Regions from separate parts of the Oryctolagus cuniculus genome. Here region 2 is linked to region 1. A link is a contact called in public Hi-C data. All regions are on one chromosome and are shown on one strand. The core of a region is the stretch at or near the end of the contact, and the rest is flanking DNA. Distances in the headings are between cores, read along the strand shown. Region 1 overlaps FGGY (FGGY carbohydrate kinase domain containing). Region 2 overlaps FGGY (FGGY carbohydrate kinase domain containing).

Region 1 (5,198 bases), core at 1,072-3,571:
AATGTTTTATTAATATAAAGAGAACAGATTTCGTGTATTTCATAGGTAGGTACAATTCTATGAAGATAACTGTGCTTTCCTCCCTTCCCCTCTGCCTCCTTCAATCTCCTTCCTTCCTTCCTTTCTTCTTTTTCTTTAATTTTTACAAAAGCATAATTTTGATCCACTCTATAATCACAGGCTTAATGTACTACCACTGACTATAATATCCAACAAATAAAAAGTAGAGAGACCACAGTTCCACAAGAGTATAAATGAGGATAAAAACAACAATCAAATCATAAGATGTCCATTTCATTCCTATGCATTATTTTTGTACTCTATCTACAACATAGCAGAGAAAATATACACTTGTCTTTTGGGGACTGACTTATTTCACTCAGAGAAGTCACCTTCTGAGTCAATGTCCCTAACAGATGGGAAGAAAACATCCTACCTTACCCTAGGCCCTAATTCATCTCCTCTCCTCTCCAACAGCCCCTCCCCATCAACTGATGCCTTGGCCTGGAGGAGCCAATGTGTTGGGTAGAATGGCTGGGGGTGAAACTCCTACCAAATTGGCTGTATCTGTTCTACCGCTCAGCATCTCTGAGGCCTGGGGACCTTGTCAAGCCAGACTGGTTTGGATAACTAGATTGCAGCAGTCATCCCCAATCCAGCAAACTGCCTAACCACCACAGGTGGTGGAGGAGAATTTATAGACAGTTCTGATCTGAAGATTTAAGCCAGTGCTTTGACCATTAGGAAACAGGAGGCTTTTCCTGTGAATGTGAATTTCCAGTCTATTGTAGTGTGGTGGGGAGCTGGGACCCTTAACCTTCAAGGGGGTCCTAAAGAAGAAAGCAGAGAGGATTCATTTAGTGTGCTCCAGACCCTGTTGAAGCACTCCCTTGCTACTTACAACCATCCCTAGGGTCCTGATGTTGATTGCACTTTGCAGACGAGAAAGCTGAATCAGAGAGCCAGAGGGCAGATACTTGCCCCAGGTGACACAGGTAGTCATGGGTGAAGCTCAGATATAAACCAGACATCCTGACCTTGTAGCCTGCATACTGTGGAGTGCAGAAAGCCTTCTCTGTGTGGGTTCTTGGTGAACATTCCACACTGCCCTGCCCCTGTGCTTGGTTCCAGCACTGCACTCAGAAGTTTCAGTGTCGGCTTTCCCAATGCATGTGAGCTGCTAGGTCAGGGTCCAGGTCGCACGCGTCCTTAGTTGGAGTAGATGCCAGATACACAGATGTTGTTTCAAACCGGAGGAGGAGCTTTACAGGTTCTCTGTAATCTCCCTGGAGCTAAGAAGGCATCCACTGTGGCTGGTGATGCAGAAAGCCAGCTCCTGGATTCAGTGGACGAGAAGGCCTCAGCGGCTAAGCCTGATGTGTCTCTCTGGAGACAGAGTTCCCTGTGCACACCAGCACTAGCTCTAACTTGCTCCCTGTGAGTCTCACTTGCTCCCCATTGTTAGTGTCTGTATGGTTTCTGAATAACTCAGGGTTTGACTTGGATAAAAGATCAACCTCCTTTTACTTCATTTTCCTTTTTACTTCATTTTCCTAATCTTTAAGCTGCAAGAATCAAGATCTAGTTTTCGGCTGGCGCCACGGCTCACTAGGCTAATCCTCTGCCTGCAGCGCCGGTACTCCAGGTTCTAGTCCCGGTTGGGGTGCCGGATTCTGTCCCGGTTGCTCCTCTTCCAGTCCAGCTCTCTGCTGTGGCCCGGGAAGGCAGTAGAGGATGGCCAAGTCCTTGGGCCCTGCACCCACATGGGAGACTGGGAGGAGGCACCTGGCTCCTGGCTTCAGATTGGTGCAGCATGCCGGCCATGGCGGCCATTTAAGGGGTGAAACAACGGAAGGAAGACCTTTCTCTCTTTCACTGTCTAACTCTGCCTGTCAAAAAAAAAAAAGAGATCCAGTTTTCATACAAGCCTAAAGCAGTGGAATCTATGGGAGCCAACATATAAAGTATGCGGAGGGTGGCCTGGCCTGTGTCTGTGGCTTAGCCATCAGTCTCTCTCCTTCCTCACTGCATGGCGGCTTCAGAGGGTCTGTGGAACACAAGCATGGGACTCTGAATAGTGATACTTAATAATACAATGATAAGATGACCTCAGAATAGCCTAGGCCTTGAGAAAGAGTGGCTGCAGGGCTCTCACCATGTCATCTCTGTGCCTGCATTTCTGTCAGATGCGTGTGTTCCTGGCACTATCAGCTTGACCTGAGAGTGTACAGTGGGCCGCTGGGCCTCATCCCCCTTGCTGAAAACAGACTGTGTGGCGTGGCCTGGGTGGATAAGAAACTCTACCCCACTACTCTTGGAGATTGATTTTCTGTCTGGGGATCTGACCTCTTGCTGCACTGGCAGAGGGGATCAGACTGTTCTGGGAGGAGTCAGTGAGCTGGCGCTCAACAAGGCCTTCTCCTTTCTTTTTCTTTCCTTCTTCTTTTTTTTTTAGCTGTATGTTTCAAAGGGAATTTTTTATTACTTTAGGGGCTTAACACTGTGAATCATTTTTGGGGCTTAGAGCTTTGAGGATTTCATGCCTGACATCAGTCATTTGTGCTAGAAGATCACTGAAGATTTAATTCCATTAATGTCATTGGATTTTTTAAAAAATTCTTTTGGAGTGGCAGATTAGTGCCCTATTTCTTCTATTTTGTCATTTTCACAGGTCCTTTATGTACCAGGGAACTTCAAAAAGTTCATGGAGAAAGAGAAATAAAACATGATTTTATTCCGGTGCAAAAATTTAAATTCATGCATAGTTGTTAAAACAAACATTTCCATGAATCCTTTTTTGAAGACCCTTCATAAATAACTCAAGAGTAAGACTCCCGCTTAAGTTATTTCTGTATCTCCACTATCTAACACGTAGTCCAACACAGAGAGGTACACGGTAAATGTTGTTCATTCAGGTATAGTGATAACAAAATAACCATGGTCCTAGTCCTTATTACATCTCCAGACTGATGGAAGAGACAGAATAAGAAATATATGCTACATCTTAGGTCAAGCTCTATGAAGGAAAATAACAAGTTAAATGGAAGAAGAAATTAGAATAATTGATTGATGAATTAAAGCAAATAACTTCAACTGACAATCCTAAATCTGTTTCATCTCATCTCTTGGTAAATAATAATTGTTGCTATTAGACTGCTATTATCTACTTTTTCCTGAGCATCCAGTAATTCCCTTCTGTGTGTAGCATCTTACTAGCTACATAGTAACTATTTATATAGTTACTGTATCAGATTCTCAAAATAACATCTCCAGTTAAGTCTCATTACCCCTTACTCCAGGTGCAAAAAAAGAAGGCATGGGAAAGAACATTAATTTATTCATGTTCAGAGAGCTAATAAGTGGCAGAGATGAAATGTGAACCAAAGTTGGTTAGACAAAGCCTCCGTTCTGAACAAAAGAAAATGAAATTCTCATGAACTACAAAGATTATCAGCAACAGGGGGTCCTGGTTAGAGAAACACTGCATCATATTATGTGGCAAAAGGTCTACTGTATTAGGTGAGAAGATAAAAAAGAAAAAAAAAACTTTGTTAGAAAGTAGCAGGGAAAAAGGAGAAGATAGTATTCTTGAACTGGTCATCTTATCAACCTTACAACAATAAACCATCACCATGGCAACAAGAAATCTAATTAATGGCAGATGTTGAGTCACTAAAAGCCACACCAACCGAATGCCAAAATGATGTTGTAAACTTCTCTCTGCTGCCACAGCTGGGGTAATCATGCTACGGTCACATTGGAGAGGCCCATCTTTAGAGGGTGGGACAAATTCTAGACTTGGCAGTGGAAGACTTGAGTCTGAGCCTCACATCTGCCCTTTCTGAGTTCTGTTGCACTGAGCAAGTCAGCTTGTCAAAAATGGGCAGTAGTTATCATTAATTTTAATATTACTAAAATAGTAGCTTTCTGAGATTCAATTTCAAGACCTATAAAACAAATAAGTAAGATTTGTTTAAGCATTTTCAAGAGGCTTCAGTAGAATAAGGACTATGTAAATGCTTTATAAAAAATAAAAGTAACTAACAAATATAACATATTGATACCAAGAGATAGGCCAATGTGGTAGAAGGAGCTAGCTTTGCAATTAGATGGATATGGCTGTTGACCATCTGTTCTGGGTGAACATGTTCCCTCAATGCTTAGAGCCCTAGCTTCTCAATCAGTGAAATATCTTTGTATCCACCTATATAAAGTGCTCTACCCATCTTTCAAAACTCCAGTCTTCCTTAGCTCTCTGCACTCACTTGTCCCCTCTGTAGAATGATGATGACTCCTGTACTGCCCTCCTAAGGTAAGGATTAAGTAAGCTAGTATAGAAAGAGCATTGAGAACATGCCTGGTGTAGGCAGTATGCAGTAAATATTGACAGTGGTGGTGATTGTGAGGCAGTGAAAGAGGAAGGAGGAGGTGGAAGAACAGCTGTTAAAATGACACATGTGCCTTGAATGGCGAAAGCTCCACATGAAGGCATTCCCAGCCATCGTCAGAATACTTCTGGTCAGTTCCTGGAGTGGTCGTTGCTCACCTGTCTATCAAAGATGCCATTGTCTGTGTTGCCTTCAAGTCTAAACTGTATGCCTCCCTGGGAGAAGATGCAGTTTTAAGTGGGAAAGGAGATCAGGACAAAGATTGGTGGAGACCATGAGAAAAATGTGTTGAGACCCAGTTCTGCAGCCCAAGATTTCCCAGAGAGTGTCCCTTAGTATATTAAAAGGTATTCTTGGAAATAATCAGTTTGAAAACTACTATGTTCAAGTTAACTAGCAGTCCACATAGCAGGACTTCTATTAAAACCTTAATATATAAACATGCATTGGGAATCACCCAGGTTGGGGAGGCATAAAGAATATAATGTTTTCCAAGTTTACTTGAAGATAATTGGGTTTTCTTTTTTAAAAAAGATTTATTTTTATTTATTTGAAAGACAGAGTTACAGAGAGGTAGAGACAGAGAGAGAGAGATCTTCCATCCACTGGTTCACTCCCCAGTTGCCTGCAACAGCTGGAGCTGTGCCAATCTGAAGCCAGGAGCCAGGAGCTTCCTCCAGGTCTCCCATGTGGGTGCAGGGGCCCAAGCACTTGGGCCATCTTCTACTGCTATCCCAGGCCACAGCAGAGAGCTGGATCAGAAGAGGGGTGGCTGGGACTAGAACTAGCACCCATATGGGATGCCAGCAC
Region 2 (5,198 bases), core at 1,560-4,059, 310 kb before region 1:
GAAAGTATCCACTGAATCTGATTTTAAGTAAATGGACCTATGTGGGATTCCAGTGGGAATCAGAGTATTTCCAAAGATGGGGTAGACAGAGGTGGGGTAGCCAAAGAGACAACCTTTCACAGGGCCTGCTTTAGTGAGGGTCTTGTTCCTGGAGTGGGTAGATACGCACTTGAGCAGGACACTGTGAAAACAGAATTCTGCTGGTTTGCCCATAATGCACCGAAAGCAGAGGCTGCACCTTGCTGAGGGTTAGTCTTTGACATTGTTTTGGGGAGATGTGATGAGAGGAGTGAGGAAACCTTACTCATTCCATAAACCCAACACCCTTGGACAAAAGGGACTTATTGGATCCAGGACTTTTGAAATCCACTGAATTTCTAGAATTACTTTTTAAGCTTGTAGGGTTCAGGACCTCCCCAGCTACATTTTTCCAAGGACTTATACTCTGGTATTTCAGTTAAGGAGAACACACTGTGTTTCCATTCTTCTACCTTAAAATGCTTACAATATTGGATTTCTGAGATCTCAGAAGTCCCAAACAGTCCTTTTGAGTTTTTGTTTGTTTCTTTTCGCTCCAATGAGACCAACAGAAATGAATAATCCAAGTAGTAACAAAGATGCCTCAATTCACTCCCAAATTCCTAGCCACCAGCAACCTTTGAACAGAAGTCTTTCCTGGGTTTTTTGCCAACTGTTCTAGGGCATGGTTCTGATATGCCTCATACTTACTGGACCAGGAAAGCTATTTTTGCAAAATTCAGTGTTACCCAGCTATCATTAAAATTGTCTTTAAATAAGCCTTCATACAATAGCTAGTAGAGAGAATTCAGAATATTCCCAACACAAAGAAATGATAAACTCTTGAGGTGATGTGTATGCTAATTGATCTGATCACTACACATTATATTTATGCATTGAAATATACTATATCCCATGAATATGTACAATTAATTGTGTGTCAATTACAAATAAGCATACATATGTTGAGTTCTCCTTAAGCACTACCATAGCTACATCCTAAACAAAACAAAGCAAAGCAAACAAACAAAAAAAACCAAGGAAGTCTCTGACAAAGAACTAACTAACTGTAGCATAAAAGCTGGTCAGGTGGACTTGTGGCTTTGACCAAAACATTAAAAGTTAAAACAACTCCCCCCCCACCCAAATAGCAAAGAGGGGAAAAGAGAGGTGGGGAGGGACTTACAATGAAAGGAGACTTAGGAGACATGTGGGGCCCTTGTGGTGTATGGCCTTTATTTGAACCCTTGTACAAAAAATAATTGTTAAAAGAAGGAAAGTAAAACATAGGAGAAATATGAACATGGAATGGATATTGATGACACTAAGAGTTATTCTTTTTGTGATATGGATATTATAGTTATGTTTAAGAGATATTTTGTTAAAGATACACACTGAAATATTTGAAGAAAAATAATACGAAGTCTAGATTTTGTGTAGGAGGAATCAGAGTGTGGCATAGCTGAAACTTACCTCTCTTTCTTTCCTCCTCTCCTTTGCTTCCCTCCCCTCCGCTCTCCTCTCCTCTCCCCTCCCTGATCTTTTTTTGGGCTGATAAGGAAAGAAGGTATGTTTTATATCCAGTTGGCAGATGTACTTGGTATTTATTATGTGGCAGAATGAAAGACCAGCACTTTCTGGGGACTTGGGTGGGTATTGCAGACCTCTAGGGGCATGGCTTGATCTTTAAGTAGCCTCAGTCGGCTGAGGTCAAAACAGACTAGACATCCCCCGTCTCCCCTTCAGTCACTGTGATCTGTTTTTTAAAAGCACTTTGCCATCATTAGAACATGAAGGATATGAGTTGAAGTTAAGGACACTTTCTAACTTTTTATTATAGTCTGATGTTTCAAGGTAGGTGTTAAGATCTCACTCTTACTTTGTTTCTGCCTGTGATTTGGAATGGCCTCTTGGCTCTGAGATTGTGCTGTGAGGTTGGTCTGGTTTGATCATTACATGAGCAGAAAGGGTGATTGGGTTATTAGAGCCAAAAGTAGCTCCAGAAATTAAGTCATGGTGGTGAACATTACCCAAGGAGATGTTTTCTTTTATAATTTTAAAGGGTTTTTAGCAAAAAACAAACAAAAAAACAAACAAACAAAAAAACACAAGCAAACAAACAAACTTGGATAACCCCTGGAAGTTCTGGTTCAGTGGGTTTGGGTGAAATTAGAATCTGAAACTCTGTAATCTCATTAGTTTCCTAATGATTCTCCTGATCAAGTAGATTGGAAACCTACTAGATTCAATGACCTCTAAGAGATGGGAGGGATTCTAGCATCTCAGGAACAGTGGGAACTCTATTTCCACACAGTTCTGCCATGGTACGGTAACACTGAAGTTGATTGTTGTGTTATTGTTTTTACTTGCTTTTACTTATGATGACAGGCTTGTGATCAAGGCTTTGCATATCACAGTTATGTATAAACGCTTGGCAAATATGAAAAGAAAGCCAGGAAATGGAGAGACAACCGATACTTCTTGAGTGCCTGCTATTATAGTAAATTTGACTTGTACTTTATATTTTCCTCTTTGAGTTCTGGGAAGCAATGATCATCATCCAGGTTTGCACGTACTAAATTTAAAGCCCACAGAAGTTCAGAATTTTTATCTAAAGTCACGTAGTAAACATGGCAGAAGGGGTGTTTGAATCCAGATTTATCTGTCTGTTGCGCTTGCAGCCTTTTTGAACACTGCAGCCCGCTTCTGAGTCCTTGCCTGGCTCCAGAGGATTGAGTAACAGGAGGGGAGTCTGTTTAGAGATCAGGAAACCAGACCAGTGGGGCAGTCTGCCAGAACTTCCTTTACTGGGCTGTACCAGCGAGTTTGTTTTTCTCTGTCCAGTCCTGGGTAAAGGCCCCAGGGAAACTGCTTGGCAGAGGCTCATGGCAGCTGAGGGATGGAAGCCTCTTCTCATGGTTTGCCTATATCTGAATTTTTTGTTTGTTTTACTTTGGCACCTGTAACAGGTCTGAGAATGTTGGGCTTTTGTGAGATGTGAACGCCATTCAGCACACTGGCTTTCCCTGACAGGTTGAAGATCGAAATGTCAGAAGGAAAGAAAAAAATGTTCCCCAGTGGATTCTGGGCACTCCCTGACCCTCACCTGGTCTACTGCAGCCGCCCGCGTGTTCGCCTTCCTTCCTGTGGCCTGACTTCTGCTCTCCAAGTCACTTTTCTCAGACGCCTCCTACAGATAGAGGGAATCTTCAAAAAGTTCATGGAAAATGCTTACTATGAAAGAAACTCTTCGTAGACTTCAAAAAGTTTTTCACCCAAATAAACCTATCTGCTAATTCCATTTTCCCACAGACTTCTTGAAGTATCCTCCTACAGGTCTTTTTATGTTCCTTCCGAGCTAAATCCCTTCAGGGACTTCTCATTCCTTGAGGAACAACTCTAAGACCTTTCCCAGTCTTCCCTTATTGTCCCAGCTGCGTCTCCCACCCTTTGCCCTGCATCAGACAAACCAGGCCACCCTGCCTCACTAAATACATCCCAGTGCCTTGTACTTTCATGCCTCTATTCCAGCCACCTGGAGGTTTTTTTTTTTTTTTTTTTTTCCTCCTTTGATGCACCTGACAAACTTCTATACATCCTTTAAAATTCCCCTACACTGTGAAGCCTTCCTTGCCCTGCACAGCCCTCACCACCTTGCCCTACCTGTACAGGTGCATGTTTGCCTGCCTCCCTCACTAGATGCTAGGCTCCGGGGAGGGAAGAAAATGTGTGAATGTTTTCAATTTGTTGACATGGAGCCTCACAATCTATGTGGAATAACTGAAAGGAGATTTAAATGAAAAGACAAGTAAAGATGGTTCGCACCATAGGCCAGGACCTTAAAAGACATGAACAGTCCATGTTCTGAGGTTTGTGAGAGCCTTCAATGTGTTCAGCACTATGCCATGGGAAACAGAGGGGTGACTATGGTGTTGTCTTTGAGAGCCTTCCAGCCCATTTTAGAAGCAGAATTAATTTATATAAAGAATAAAAAAGAACCCTGAGAAAATATATAACTTGCTTCTAACTTACTGATGCCAGGTGGCCTGTAATGTTCCCGTGTGCATGTTGACTGCCCCCTTGTACTGTGAGCTTGCTGGGGACAGGGACTTAGCCCTGATTCCTCACACATGGAATAGCCACCAGAACACAGTAAGTGTCTGACTACATGCTCATCCAGTGGGGAAATTAATAGTGGACAAGGTCAGAGAAATGGATGACTAGTGGGGGCTCAGTGGTCAGGACAGCTTCACATGTAAACTGGCTCTGCAGAATCACTAAAGACATGGCTGTGGGCTTTCACCTTAAGTCACAGTCTTAGAAAGGCCTCTCCTGTATTGGGAGAGATATGGGTTTTAAACCAAAGCAACCTACATTCAAATTTTTTTTCTTATCAGCTATAGGGCCTTAAGATCCGTGAGTTTCAGTTTCCTCACACACAAAGTAAGACGATATTACTTTCCTTAGGGTATGCTTGTGAACAATAAAAATGGTATCATAGATAAAGCATGTAACATATATCAGGCTTTGCAGTAAGTGGTAAGCACAAACATATATAGGTGTAGTGTGCCCCAAAACCTGGGACATATGGATTCTTTGGATGAGGTAATTAAATTTGATTAACATTGTATGGTGCCCAGACAAGTAGATTATAATAGATTCCAGAGTGTTTTTAAAGATTTATTTGTTTATTTGAAAGTCAGAGTTACAGAGGAGAGACAGAGGCAGGGACGGAAAGAGAGAGAGAGGGAGGGAGAGAGAGAGAGAGAGAGAGAGAGAGAGAGAGAGAGAGAGAGAATCTCCTTCATCCACTGGCTCACTCCCCAAACGACCTCAATGCCCAGGAGCCAGAGTTTCAACCATGTCTTTCACATGGGGACAGGTGCCCAAGGACTTGGACCATTCTCTGGTGCTTTCCCAGGCACATTAGCAGGGAGCTGGATCGGAAGTGGAGCAGCAGGGACTTGACCTTACGCCCATATGGGATGCCAGTGCTGTGACAGCTTTACCCGCTATGCCACAGCGTCAGCCCCCAGAATTTCTGTTTTCATGGAGATTTCTCTTACGTATGTGTTCTTTTTTTTTTAAAAAAGTATTTATTTGAGAGAGAGAGAGAAAGAGCATAAGGGTTCCCAACCTTTAGTTCACTCCTGAAATATCTGTGATAGCTGGGAGCCAAG

What was found. Hi-C and Micro-C count contacts between places; a contact is called where the count stands out from the background.
Region 2: a contact with region 1 is called in a Hi-C map of an unstated tissue, with 2.1 times the contacts expected there. The contact joins two enhancer-like sites. A contact is called at or near these places in 2 of 6 Hi-C or Micro-C datasets (psoas muscle and an unstated tissue).

Annotation. Positions count from the first base shown.
Region 1 is chr7:113,273,849-113,279,046 of mOryCun1.1, reverse strand. All of the region lies in intron 14 of FGGY (FGGY carbohydrate kinase domain containing), which reads left to right. The region is part of intron 4 of LOC138850643 (a long non-coding RNA gene); the gene reads right to left. Among named protein-coding and RNA genes, the nearest start is that of HOOK1, 110 kb to the right of the region's middle. Within about 2 kb of position 2,321, at least 2 of the 8 cell types and tissues checked have an H3K27ac peak or open chromatin away from gene starts, as enhancers often do.
Region 2 is chr7:113,580,897-113,586,094 of mOryCun1.1, reverse strand. All of the region lies in intron 5 of FGGY (FGGY carbohydrate kinase domain containing), which reads left to right. Among named protein-coding and RNA genes, the nearest start is that of FGGY, 130 kb to the left of the region's middle. Within about 2 kb of position 2,809, at least 3 of the 8 cell types and tissues checked have an H3K27ac peak or open chromatin away from gene starts, as enhancers often do.